2 separate regions of the Drosophila melanogaster genome follow, and region 2 is linked to region 1. The links are chromatin contacts, called in public targeted proximity ligation maps. All regions are on one chromosome and are shown on one strand. The core of a region is the stretch at or near the end of the contact, and the rest is flanking DNA. Distances in the headings are between cores, read along the strand shown.

What was found.
Region 2: a contact with region 1 is called in a targeted proximity ligation map of the Kc167 cell line, with 5 times the contacts expected there. A contact is called at or near these places in 2 of 107 Hi-C or Micro-C datasets (the Kc167 cell line and whole body) and 1 of 7 datasets of targeted methods (the Kc167 cell line).

The regions. Positions count from the first base shown.
Region 1 is chr2L:14,771,104-14,777,176 of dm6, reverse strand. CG4650 reads left to right here and starts at 2,196. Exons shown (of 4, transcript NM_135878.3): 1 at 2,196-2,393; 2 at 2,450-2,495; 3 at 2,553-2,713; 4 at 2,805-3,363. The coding sequence starts at 2,201. The coding sequence ends at 3,304.
Region 2 is chr2L:14,968,715-14,974,787 of dm6, reverse strand. side-II (sidestep II) reads left to right here and starts at 2,488. Exons shown (of 20, transcript NM_001299017.1): 1 at 2,488-3,245. lncRNA:CR45331 (long non-coding RNA:CR45331) reads right to left here and starts at 320. Exons shown (of 1, transcript NR_124272.1): 1 at 1-320.

The sequences.
Region 1 (6,073 bases), core at 947-3,446:
ATTATATAAAAAGCACAAACAGTTAACGAAATTAGATTAATTTAAATTAAGAAAGATTTATCCCAATAACCACCACCTTGTTAAATGCAACAGTGACGCATAATCAGTAATCAGACAGGAAATTAACTTATTGAACACCTGCCAAACGAATACAATTCTCGGTACGTTCCATCAACTTCGATAATGATAAAAATTTAATTAAAAAGTCTAGGAATAATACCAATGGATATCCAATGGATATAATGCATATAATAAACAGGAAAGACAAAGAAAAAAAAATTATTAAATTCAAAAATTAGGAGGGAAATCGGTACGCTTAAAAAGCTATATGATATGAATAAAGGGTATGATCAAAAAGTTAAAATTATTAACTTTGTGTAATTTTAAAGAATAAATGGAATTGTTATCTATGGATTGTGAAACTTAAAATAATTTAGTCAATATACCTTAAAGTGTTATATATTTGTGTAAGTGCACAGTATTATTTGGTTGCGATTTTTATTAAGGAATTCATATCATTAACTTATATATAAAGTACGTAAACTTAACTCATTGATTGCAATTAGTTGTATCTTCACCACACTTCCTAATAAGGACCTGATGTGAAGGCCATAATGGGAACGATCCTTTAGAGATTATAACGTATTTCCATAAAATTATCAGTTCGGTCTTATCAGCTTATTTGGTGTTATTGCCAGGGCATTATGAAAAATTCCCTCTGTGTTCGATGTCTAAGTGGCCTCAGGTGCGTGTGTTTTAAGCCACTTTATGCTGCTGTGCACGTAATTAGTTAACAAGTTGCATAAGTCCTCAGACCTAAGCCGTTTAAGTAGCCATGGAGCGTTGATGTTTTCGTCCTCCTTTCGGGTTTTCGTTCTTCTGCCACTTATAGTCGGCTTTGTCCACTTGTAGCTAACGTACACGTTCGTATAAACGTGTATATGGGTATCTACACGGATAAAAATTACAGTCTTCTTTATAAGTTTTTATGGTATAAGAAAAATAGGCATAGGTTAAACGTCCATCTTAAGACTAACTATAAGTAATGATGAATTAATCAATTAATGCATATGCTTAAATAATACCTTGCTATTTAATTGTGTACTTAAACATATTTAAACATATATTTAATACATCTTTAAACCAATTTGGATCGACATATAAGTTCACCAATTGCTCTAAACCCAAACGCATTTGTTGTTCCTTTTGAACGAAACTATTTTTCCTGTGCATCAGTACGTTTGAGTTGGCAAGGACATTTTATGCAGCTAATGATGTATTCATTTTCTATGTGCAGCTCTTGCTCCTCCCCAGTGTGTCTTTTCAGGCTTTCAATTGCCGGCAAATGAAGCTCCTTGTGGGGCTGTCAGAGCGTTCTGTGTGCTTAGTGCACTGGAAAGATACTTAAATTCGTATAAGCAAATAATGCGATTTGCTTAATGAGCTTGCCAGAACACAGAAAAAAGCAGACAACACATACACACACCGATAAGTAGGCAATTCGGTCAGCGAATTTCAACCTTGAACTCAATCTGTTAGCCGTAGTTAATTCCGGTAAATATATTCACAAATTCCGGCTGGCTCGGGCCGATTCTTTGGCCCTTCGCTCCCAGGAGAACTATAAATAACCCTTTCGATAACAAACATTGCGATGTGTTGATAATAAAGGGTTGATTTATTTCTATGCTATGTTGTGATTTATGACCTTTAATGGCCGCCGATGGAAAAGCTTGTGATGCGAACGCCGTCGCTGTTGAACAATAAAGGAAGAAGGAATTCGACAATGAAAATTTAACATTTAACATTGGGCAGCTGCAAAAAATTTGAAACAAAAAACGCAATGAGAAAAAGCAGCAATAAATGTGGTGACTGGTGTGCCTTGAAGTTAATCAGTGAGAAGACAAGGAAACATCCTAATTAAAAGAAATAATATCCAATGAGTTATTATTGTGTTAATGTAATTGCGCCAAAGGGAAACATCTTTCTAATTTATCAAGAAAATTAATTCATTTTATTCAATATTTAGTGATTTTAAGATATGAGCAACGGTGCTAATGATTATGTTCAATGATCAAGTTCAATTGCAATGCATTATACTGATATAATAATGACTCAAAATTCTCGGAATAAACAGCCTGATAAGCCCGATTGTCGAGCCTATTAAAAAGAAATGCTTTACCGATTGATACGCAGTAGCGTAATGGATTCAGTTGTAATTGGAATCTCAGCACTGCTGTTTCTGCTCCCCGTCCCGGGATCATCACAGTATCTCGACGGAAGGTGCGGACTTCTGACGAATGGGAAGATTGCGAATAATATCTCGAGTCCGTGGATGGCTTATCTACATACTTCGGAATTGCTATATGTGTGCGGCGGAACTGTGATAACTGAAAGTTCGTCAATGCAATCTACTTCTTTGATTCCAGTTACATTTTGATTTACATTACAGAATTAGTTCTGACTGCAGCGCATTGCACAAGGGCCAGCGAACAATTGCACGTGATCTGAAATATTTACCAACAATAAATTTCTTTTAATATATATGCTTACAGAGTAGCTCGAATTGGAGAGTTTATAGGAACGGATGATGCTAATGACACGATGTTATCAGAGTACCAAGTAAGCCAAACCTTTATACATTCCTTATACAATACGACCACAAGCGCCAATGACATAGCTATTCTCGGCTTGGCTACGGATATTGTGTTTTCGAGTAAGTTTACTTGTATTTCCTTTTTTTTTTAACACTATTAATAATGCGAAGAATATTGAATTTGCTTAAATCGAATTTGTTCTCTCCGTAGAAACCATTAGACCAATTTGCATAGTGTGGTGGACCATTTGGAGAAAATATATCGACAACATACAGGTGCTAAGCGGTGCTCAATGGGGTCTACCCAATGATCGAAATGAAAGCGATGCATTTAGAATTACAGACATCAGACGTCAACCAGCAAATATGTGTTCTACCCTAAACGGCACTGCAATTTTGAGCAGTCAGTTTTGTGCTGGAGACTCGGATTCCAAACTGTGCAATGTTGACTTTAGCAGTCCTCTGGGAGCCATTATAACCTTCAAGAATATTCAGCGCTATGTCCTAATTGGCATAGCAACCACTAACCAAAAATGTAAAAGGGCAAGCGTTTATACGGATGTCCTGAGTCACACCGATTTTATTCTTTCAGTATGGCGACAGTACCGCAACGGTGAAAAATCTCCCAAAACATGGGATCTGCAAAATAATTTCGATGTGGAAAATACCACATTGAAAGCTAATTCAGAAGAGGAACATTATTTTGTTTAAGCTTTTGCAGCATATTAAGTATTAATAAAAAAAAGTACAATTACTAAACTGATCAATCTAAAATGTGGCTCTTACTTTAAGAATTTAAAAAAATAATACAGAATTACATCTAATAGCAAAAAATTTCGATGAAAATGCCGCAATCTTCTTACCGTTAGCCTGCATAAATGAAAGCGTCCATTTTGACGGAGGTGGTACTGCGAAAAGTAGGAAGGCCACCGAAACTTCCGGAAAATCCCGATTTTGTTTGAACAATTAAAATGCCTGAATAGCCGAGGTGCCCGCCCACATGCCAACCGACAGCACATTAACTACAAATTACATTCACATTAGTGTTTCGGAATTTTGCAGCCTGCCCATCCGGTCGGTTCCTTGGTCCTTGTGCCATGTTCCTTCTTCCTGGTTCCTCGATTCGGCCTGCTCGTGCTCGTCCTCTTGTACTTTTCATTTCGTTGCCTTGCTTTTTTTCACCAAACACCTAATAAATCAAAGCGGACTCGTGAGAGACCCCAGGAGTATGCTTGTTAAATGCTCGTAATAAATTAGCTGCCGCCTCCCGGACCGCAAAGCCCGGCCCCGCCCCCTGAACAACCACCAACTGAACCGAACCCCCGCCCACCTGCCAGACACTGGTGGTCCCCAACTCCAGACCCTTGATTATTGGCTTAGCTCATGGTCTGACCATTTTACAATTGCCTCCCCGCCATCCGATGCCCGCCAATTGAACTCAATCGATGCCATTCCTGCTCTACACTCTGTGGCCCAGACTCATTCATTTTGCTTGCAATTTTATTTCCTATTCTTTTTTTGTTAGACATTTTTTTGTGTTATTTTTTAATGAAGTCAGCGCAAAATTTTACGCTGGTCTAGCAATTATTGAGCATGGCGGTTGGAGTTTTGCGATTGGGGGAAAAGATTTCCCGCATTCGCCGTTCCCTTTTATGCAATTCATTTTTAATTCCGCTTTGCTTGAACTTTACGCTAATAATTTGGGTGAAGTGTTTAAAACTAGTTGTACCAGTTTCTTTGTTCTCAAAGCATACTGTCAACTATTAAAAAATATTTTACGGCTCATATTAAGAACAAAAAATACTAGTCTAAAAATTCGGTGCTTGAGTTCCCTAATATCAAACTTAAATTTCAACCCTTTGCATTAGCAAAGGGCTAGTGACTGAAATCAGCTTTTTTTGAGATAAATACAACGAGCTCATGAGCACACACGGGCATTTTTATGAGTTGCGCGTAAATGTTGCATAATTGTTTCATGTACACAATGTCACACGCACGCGACTAACGAAGTGCTCCATGATCGGCGAAGAAGTCGCAGTTTTCTGGCAGAAGGAAGCAGGTGGGTCGAGTCGACGCTAATTAGAATGCCAGAGACAGGTAGAGGAAACCAAGTAGCATGGATAGTCATCTGCAGCATCCCACGTCCTGCACTAAGAAAAATGGGACGTTGTTAACGAAGTATTTGTAATAAGCAAATTATCACGCAAATTATCCTAATTGTACAAATACAAAATTAATCTGTGCCGCATATAAACCACATTTGTAAATAAATATTTTGATATTTTAAATACAATCAAAAAAAAAGTCGTGCCGACTTATTTTCAGTGCTGAAAATTTTGTGCCAGCCAGGCAAACTTGATGAGAGGCTCCTTCTTGACTTTCAGCCTCCGTGCCAAACTTCCTTTCTACCATTTTATTTGAACAACTTTGGCGCAGCAAAGTTCTTAAGCGTGCAAGTAAAAATGCAACGTCAACGCCTCGAACGTAGACCCAAAGTTAAATGTATCTGAGTAGCAGGCAGGTTGGTAATGGGGAGTGCATCACGCTAATTTCAGCAAACGCGTGGCAGGCTAAAATTAAAATAGCAACGCCAGAGATGCTTACTTTCTGAATCAGCAGCAAATAAAAGGTGGCGTGCGCTGCAAGCTATGCGACCAAATTTGTGCAGGCTTCTGCAAAAAGTTATACGTTCTAAGTGGATACCATTTTTAAAACTTTTTGTATCTCAAATACAGAAATCTCACACAGAAAATATTGAAAAAATTTTATATAGTTTAAAGGACTAAAATTCGCACTCAAATAACTAACAATATATTTATAAAATGTTTGATTTTATTTTTAAGGCTGCAAGAAACGATTCTAATGTTCATCGCCAACCCTCCGTATGAGTACATAAAATAAAAGCCCCAAAATTCAGAGACTTTTTTATTATTCAAAGGCCAAAAATAGGGGAAACCTTTATATATTCAGAAGTGAGAGGCTGAAAGGCTAAGCAATTTTTTTTTAATACATGCAGCAGCAGACGTGGTGGCTTGGTCACTTTGCAGTTGCATGCCGCACGCGTTCAGTTCCCCCACCACTTTTGGCCACAACTGTTGCCCAAGGCAGCCCAAGGAAAATCGCTCCAAATGAAAAATCACAGCGCCGTGCAGCGGTGTCTCATTCCGTGCGCCCCACTTCCGCTTTCCCCGCATTCTCTTCCGCTTCCTGCCTTTTGAGTTCCGCTCACCCACTGGCCAGCGAGGTCCTAACATTTTTATTGTGTTCTGCTCGGTGTGGCAAAGTCATATTCATTCACATTCATTCATTCACTTCTGACTTGCAACACATTTTTATATCTCCTCCTTTGGTGTTGCTCTTTTTCTGGGCAAAGAGTGTGAATGGTTTTGAATTTTTATCCTAGTTTCTCATATACACTTTTTAAAAATTTATTGTAAGCCCAACTTCTTGGAACCGAACATTGCATTCAAATATTCAGCC
Region 2 (6,073 bases), core at 1,239-3,738, 200 kb before region 1:
AGTTGGCAGAGGCAAATGCAATGGGAATCTGGGCGCAGGATACAAGAACACCGTCCAACCCAGCACCTTAGGATGCTTTTTGACTCTCAATTTTAATATAAACAAATTGCAAACGTTCATATTTATGACATTTTTTCCTCTGCCTCTTTGGCATCTTCAAGGCTCCCTTTTTTCTACTTGCCTTTAAAGAATTCGAAGTGAGAAATAAAGGTATTTTTGGGTGGTTAGGTAATCGGATAAATGCTGAACCTGTAGTAACTGTATGTTTGAAAGCTACATATGTACATAAATCAAGAGAGTCTGAGTATAGTTACTACACTGATATTTTGTCTTTAAATCAAAGCAATGTCAAAATCTCTAGAGACTTGCATGACATACTAAGACTAAGCCGAATGTGAGCTTGACAATATACTTTCTTGGTTTCCCTTTTGCTTTCCGCCCAATTTGTGTTGCATACTTTGCCATACTGTTTTTGCGCATGGAAGAAATTCCATTAACAATACGCATCAATTTGCATCGATCATTGTGGGGCTAACAATACGTCCAATATGCCACACAGAAACAATGAGGGCAAAAATAAAATAAAATACAATCGAGTTGCATTCGTGGGAGAGTAAGATAAATTCTCTTGGCAGCTGTGCTAACGAGCAGCCCCGGGGAAAGCATAAAATGGTGGAATGAAGGGGGTTTTTTGGGGGGGGGGGGGTTTAAGAGTAGTTATTGGGGGTGGGTTATAGACTTTTTGTCAAGGCAACAAGCAAACAAGTATTTGCTGAGTAATGCCAACGCTTTTATTTCACGCGAGCGGAAAACGCGAAGAGATTGAGATTCCTCTGCAACTTGGCCATGTCCTTTGCCTTTTGCTTAATACAAATGAAAATGGATGAGCTACTAAGCGTTGTCTTTGCTGCACTTGCAATTGTTGCATTCGAACGTTGCATTGCATTGCATTGACTGAACTGAACTGAACTGAACTGAATAAAATGAAATGAAAATGTTGCAACAAGCTAACACAACAACCAAGCCCGGACCGGCCCCGCCCCAATCCGCCTCATCTTTAGGAATTTCCCACCCAATTTTCCACCACTGGGAATGCACTTTGTTTCTATGACACGCCGTTGTCCCCTGCCTCTCGATTCACTTTCTTGCTGCGCATGTGTTTTGTCTTTGTTTTTATGCCATTTATTTATTTAAGTCAATTTCGTAGAGTGTGTTTGAACATTTCGCTGCAATTCATTTTCGGGTTTTATTTTCTGTCTGTCTCCTTCGCTTGCCATTTTTTACGCGTCTTGTATGAGTTTGTACGTATCTTGACGACAATTTTTACTCTGAGTGATTGCAGTTAAAAGCGATGCGACGAAGGTTGATAAAACTCTGGTGGAAGGAGGCCATGGCGCAAGAGGATGAGGTAACTCTGTAGTTAATTAGCTGGTAGTCCCTAGTTTTGATTGGATTTGATCTGTAATTGGTGACAGATGGAAAGGTAAAAGCTACAGTAAAAAAATCAAAATCAAATCTCGCTTTTCCTTTCAACTATTTGACAGAGTTCAATTATTCAGTATTCGCTTTGCTTTTTGATAGCTATTAATTCCTTGAAATATTTCCTCTTTACCTTGTTATTATTTAACTATCTTATTAATTTTAATTTCAGCATTATGTTAGTTCAACAACTTTTTTAAATTGAAAGAAGGCAACATTTTACACAATGTTCAACATTTTACACTACAAATTTACATAGTGGGTGGAGTCCAAGCTTAGCCAAGCATTGAACCACTTTTATACCAAAACTGAGGAAAGTATAAGAGTTTTACTCTTTGCTTTTTGCTCTGTGATTATTCGTTTTGAAACTTTGAATTCTGCTACTGCATGAAATTCTCATGTTTTCTTATCTCCAATTTTTAAATCTCACAATTACCGATCAAAATATAGGCGATTGATAATAGAGACAATAAGTACACTTATTATAGATAAAATATTTTACCTTATTGCATATTTCGGAAAAGGTTTTATTTAAAACTTACTAAAGTAAGTTAGTAATAAAGTAAATAGAGTGAACAGTAGATAAAAATAATAAATATTATTTCCATAGCTTATGTTGGTGAAAATAATATATAATTTTTTGAGCTTGCTTACAAGGCATTTTGTTATTTATTTATATCTGTGCTAAGGATATGAATCTCTTTTTAAGTGAGTTGAAAAAGATTAGCAAAAGCGTTTGATTGCATTTTTAATAATTTAATTTTGTTAACACAGAGAGCGAGCAGTTCATTCATTGCGTTCTCTTTACTCAGCTGCCTTGCGAGATGCTCGTGAGTTTCGCGCTCGTGTTATCCTTTGCTGCGCTCGGCTCTTATCCTGCAGCTCGGATCGGGCTCGTTCTCGGCGTTCGGCTACCGAGAAGCGGAGCTTCGGGCGGCCGACTTCCGGCGGGGGACGGTGGGGTCTGTGGGGCTTGTGGGGCTTATGGGGCTCTGAGTTGGCCAGGCCGATTCAGTTGAAGCTCAGCCGTCGGACTGTTTTGAACGTGGTTTTGCAGGGATGCTGACGCTCGCTGCGGCAGCCATCGAATTAGCGAAGTTATCGGGTCTCGTCCTGCACACACACTCACACCCACCCACAAACGCTGAGAATCGGGTGCGCTGTTTCGCGAATAAATATAATTCTCGTACCGCCAGAAAGGACCAATTATCGAAATCAATAAGAGCTAATTAGAATATACCTGCGCCAATTTGGTTAGGGTTTTGAACTGCATTGAGGTTTGCGTGCTGTTGGTTTTCCGAATAATAAAGGCAAATAAAATCATGCGACTCACTCAGCGAGCAGCTGATATTGTTGCACACACAAAAGGCTACACTACGGCTCCTCTTAGGCGATTTAATTGCCCTGTTCTCGTTTCGGGCATACATTAAAACCAGCAACTAAGTATTTGCAAGTGGCCCAGTGTCTTCGTTGTGTGTGTGTGTGTGTCTGTGTCCGTGTTGTTGTTGTTCGTGTGACCCGGTGTGTATATTCTCGTTACCGTGTGTTTGTTTGTGTTTTGATGGTCACGTGGTCAGTTCAAAGTTGGCTTGGCCCACTGCCTTCTTGTGCGTGACAAAAGTCAAGCAACAGTAGCAACAATAATATTAGCAACAAAAGCAGCAACAGAAGCAACAGCAGCAGCAGCACCACCACCACCAAACACAAATAGCAACAACTGCAATAAAGGATTATCCTGCGTGGGACAAATTTAAATTGCTCGCCAGGTAAGTTGGACGAGCTCACTTTTTGCTCTTTAAGAGTGACTTTTTGCCCAAAAGTTTACTAACTAAAGTTGAAATTGCCAACCGCCCTCGCAGTTGCTGCAGTTAGAGAAAAACGTCTCAGATAAATTAAGCTTCTGGTAACTTTCTAATTAATTAAGTGAGTTTGCCATGTTACATAATTCTTTTTACGTTCTTTTTTCAAGTGGTAAATGTATAATTAAAACAGAAATTATGTCTCGTTATAAAATTGTTCGTCTGGTTGGACTGATATAGTTAACAGTGACTGTGAGAAAACTAAAATAATTAGAAGTAAAATTAGCCTTTTTTATCTTTTTTTAATTTATATATTTTTCAAAAAATGTTGTAAGGTTTTGGTTATTTGCTACTGCAGATATGGCTGGGATTTTTTCAGTGTTGAAGCTGTGGAATTCGCGGTTTAAGCTCTTGTCTCGATGCGCCAGTTTTTCACTTTTGCCGCCCCTTCACTTTTCCCTCGTCGCTAGCAACTTATATTCCCCCGTGATACCCCTCTTTTCCGCTACGCCACTGGGTCGATTGCCGTAACTTAAAATGCGCCAACTGACTGCCAGAAAGTTGCCTAAAACTTTTTGCCTAAAGTTTATTTACTTGTTTTTTTTTTCCGTCTTGCTCATATTTTTTATTTCCATTCCTTTGTCTAGCAATGCAAAATAAAGTAGTGGTATAAAATGTATAAAAAGACTTTCCAAAAGATAAGTAAATGCTTCTGGTAATTTCTTGTAGAAATAAAATATCAACACTTTTTACCAATATTTGAATTTCACTTTGCAGAATAATTCATATGTAAATTTAATGTTGTTTTATTAAATAAAATAAAATGTTTATTTGGCTTTAAAGAAATAATGGAATGACTTCAAAAGTTTCAAGCCTCAGAACTTTCTTAATGTACTCTAGTAATGTGTAATTTAAACAGTGCTCGTTAAAAATGAGTGTTACAATTATGTCAAGATAATAAATAAAAATTAATTTTAATTAGATATTTCATTATATTTTCTGTCAAATAACGGAACACTGCCAAGAAGGGCAGTCACTGTCTTGGCCCTAAAGTTGCAGTTCCTCGAGCTCGGGCCAACTAAAGTTGTGAGCAGCCCACCTGAAGAGGACCCAAATTTCATGCCTTTCGCCTGTTTATTAAATTTGCATGCCGTCTTTCATTAGAGAAAAGTGACAACGTCAGGCCTTTCGCTTCACTCCTGTTCCAAGACGAAGTACTTGCTTACATTTGCTGCTTAGTTTCGGAGAAAATAAATAAATTAGTTCAGTAAATGGAAGTGAAAGAGTGAGAAATTACAAACTTCTGGCAAAGTTAATATTTAAGTCTTGCAGTGATTTTACGAATTTCCCTCTCGTTTTTGGACAATTAAAATATGCAAATGAGCCACCAGCAGAGCCAATGCAAAGCGTCTAAATGGACACGCACGGCTAACCCAAAAAACGGAGATAACGGTGAAGGGGTGTGCGTTTTTGACCGAAGCTCTGGTTGTCCTCTGCCACAGGCAGATACAAATGCCGAGATACAAATGTAGAGATACAAGTGCGTAGGCTGAATTTTTGATTGGCTATGCTGGCGTACTGTCCCCCTTAAAACATTTTTGACAATTTCGAAAAGCTTAATGGCTAATTGAGCTGCCAAGGGAGTGGGAAATGAAAAAGCCAGAGTGGAATGTCGCCTGCATTTGTTGGAGTACAAATTTATGGCGAAAAGTCAATTACGTGCAATGGGTCCAACGAAAATAGGAGAGGGGAAAAGATACATTTCCCAAAGGGATAAGCAGTTAGGGGTTAGTTTACATGCATATATATATAAATATTTGTATATATGGCTTATCAGGAGTACGTATAACATTATCCACGAGTGTGTGCTTACTTCAAAAAGGCATTAAGCCGAAACGTATAAACAAAAGTTAAGCATACCCAACCAAACTTCACCGTTGACGGGTTAATGTGATTTTAATGTACTTTTTACCCTCCCACTCCTTCAAACCCACCGCAGTTTTGCTTACAACTCAGTTAAAGTTTTATGCAATTTCATCATTCTTTTTTAATGCGTGCATTAAGAAAGTTTTTCTTTGCCTTTTGCACTAATGCAAATTGAAATGTAAATCTTCATTTGCCCTGAGTTTTGTTCTGTTGAATTTCGGTATTTCAAGCAAGCAAAAATTTTAAATTGAGCTATGGTACAAATGTCTTGAAAATTTTATTTTACTTTTTTGTTGTATTAAAATAAAGATATTTTAGAATATAGCCTCAAAATTAGTTTATTGCATTTTAAGTTTCAACGTAAACAAATTATGAGTTATTCGCAAAGAGTATAACTAGCAAACCAGCTCATGTAAGGAAAACATAATGAACAATTCCGGAAATTCCACTTCGCTTAGTAAGAAGTATGAGAATGCTTTGCGTGCGGTTGATTTTCACATAACAAAAGGTTCTATTGGGAAAATTTTCCGCGCTTTTGAAATCAATCTTCCTAATGACAGACTATCCAAAAGGAAAACAGGAATATCAACTTGAATAAAAGGCAGCTGGTAGACACGTGCGGTTTCCGCCGAATTTCACGCTCAAGTATCTGGCACTTGTAACCGTAATCGATCTGAACAATAACAGAATGAAACGGCATAAAAAATTGTATATTAACAAACAGCAAACGAACCTGGCGTGGCACGAAATTGCGCCCAAAAGAAGCAAACAGATGTCTGCTCTGAGGTTTCTCGACTTTGGCGGACGGGTAAATGTGCTGTGTCTGCGATGATTCCAAAACAATTTTCACCTTTTGCCGGAGATGTTTG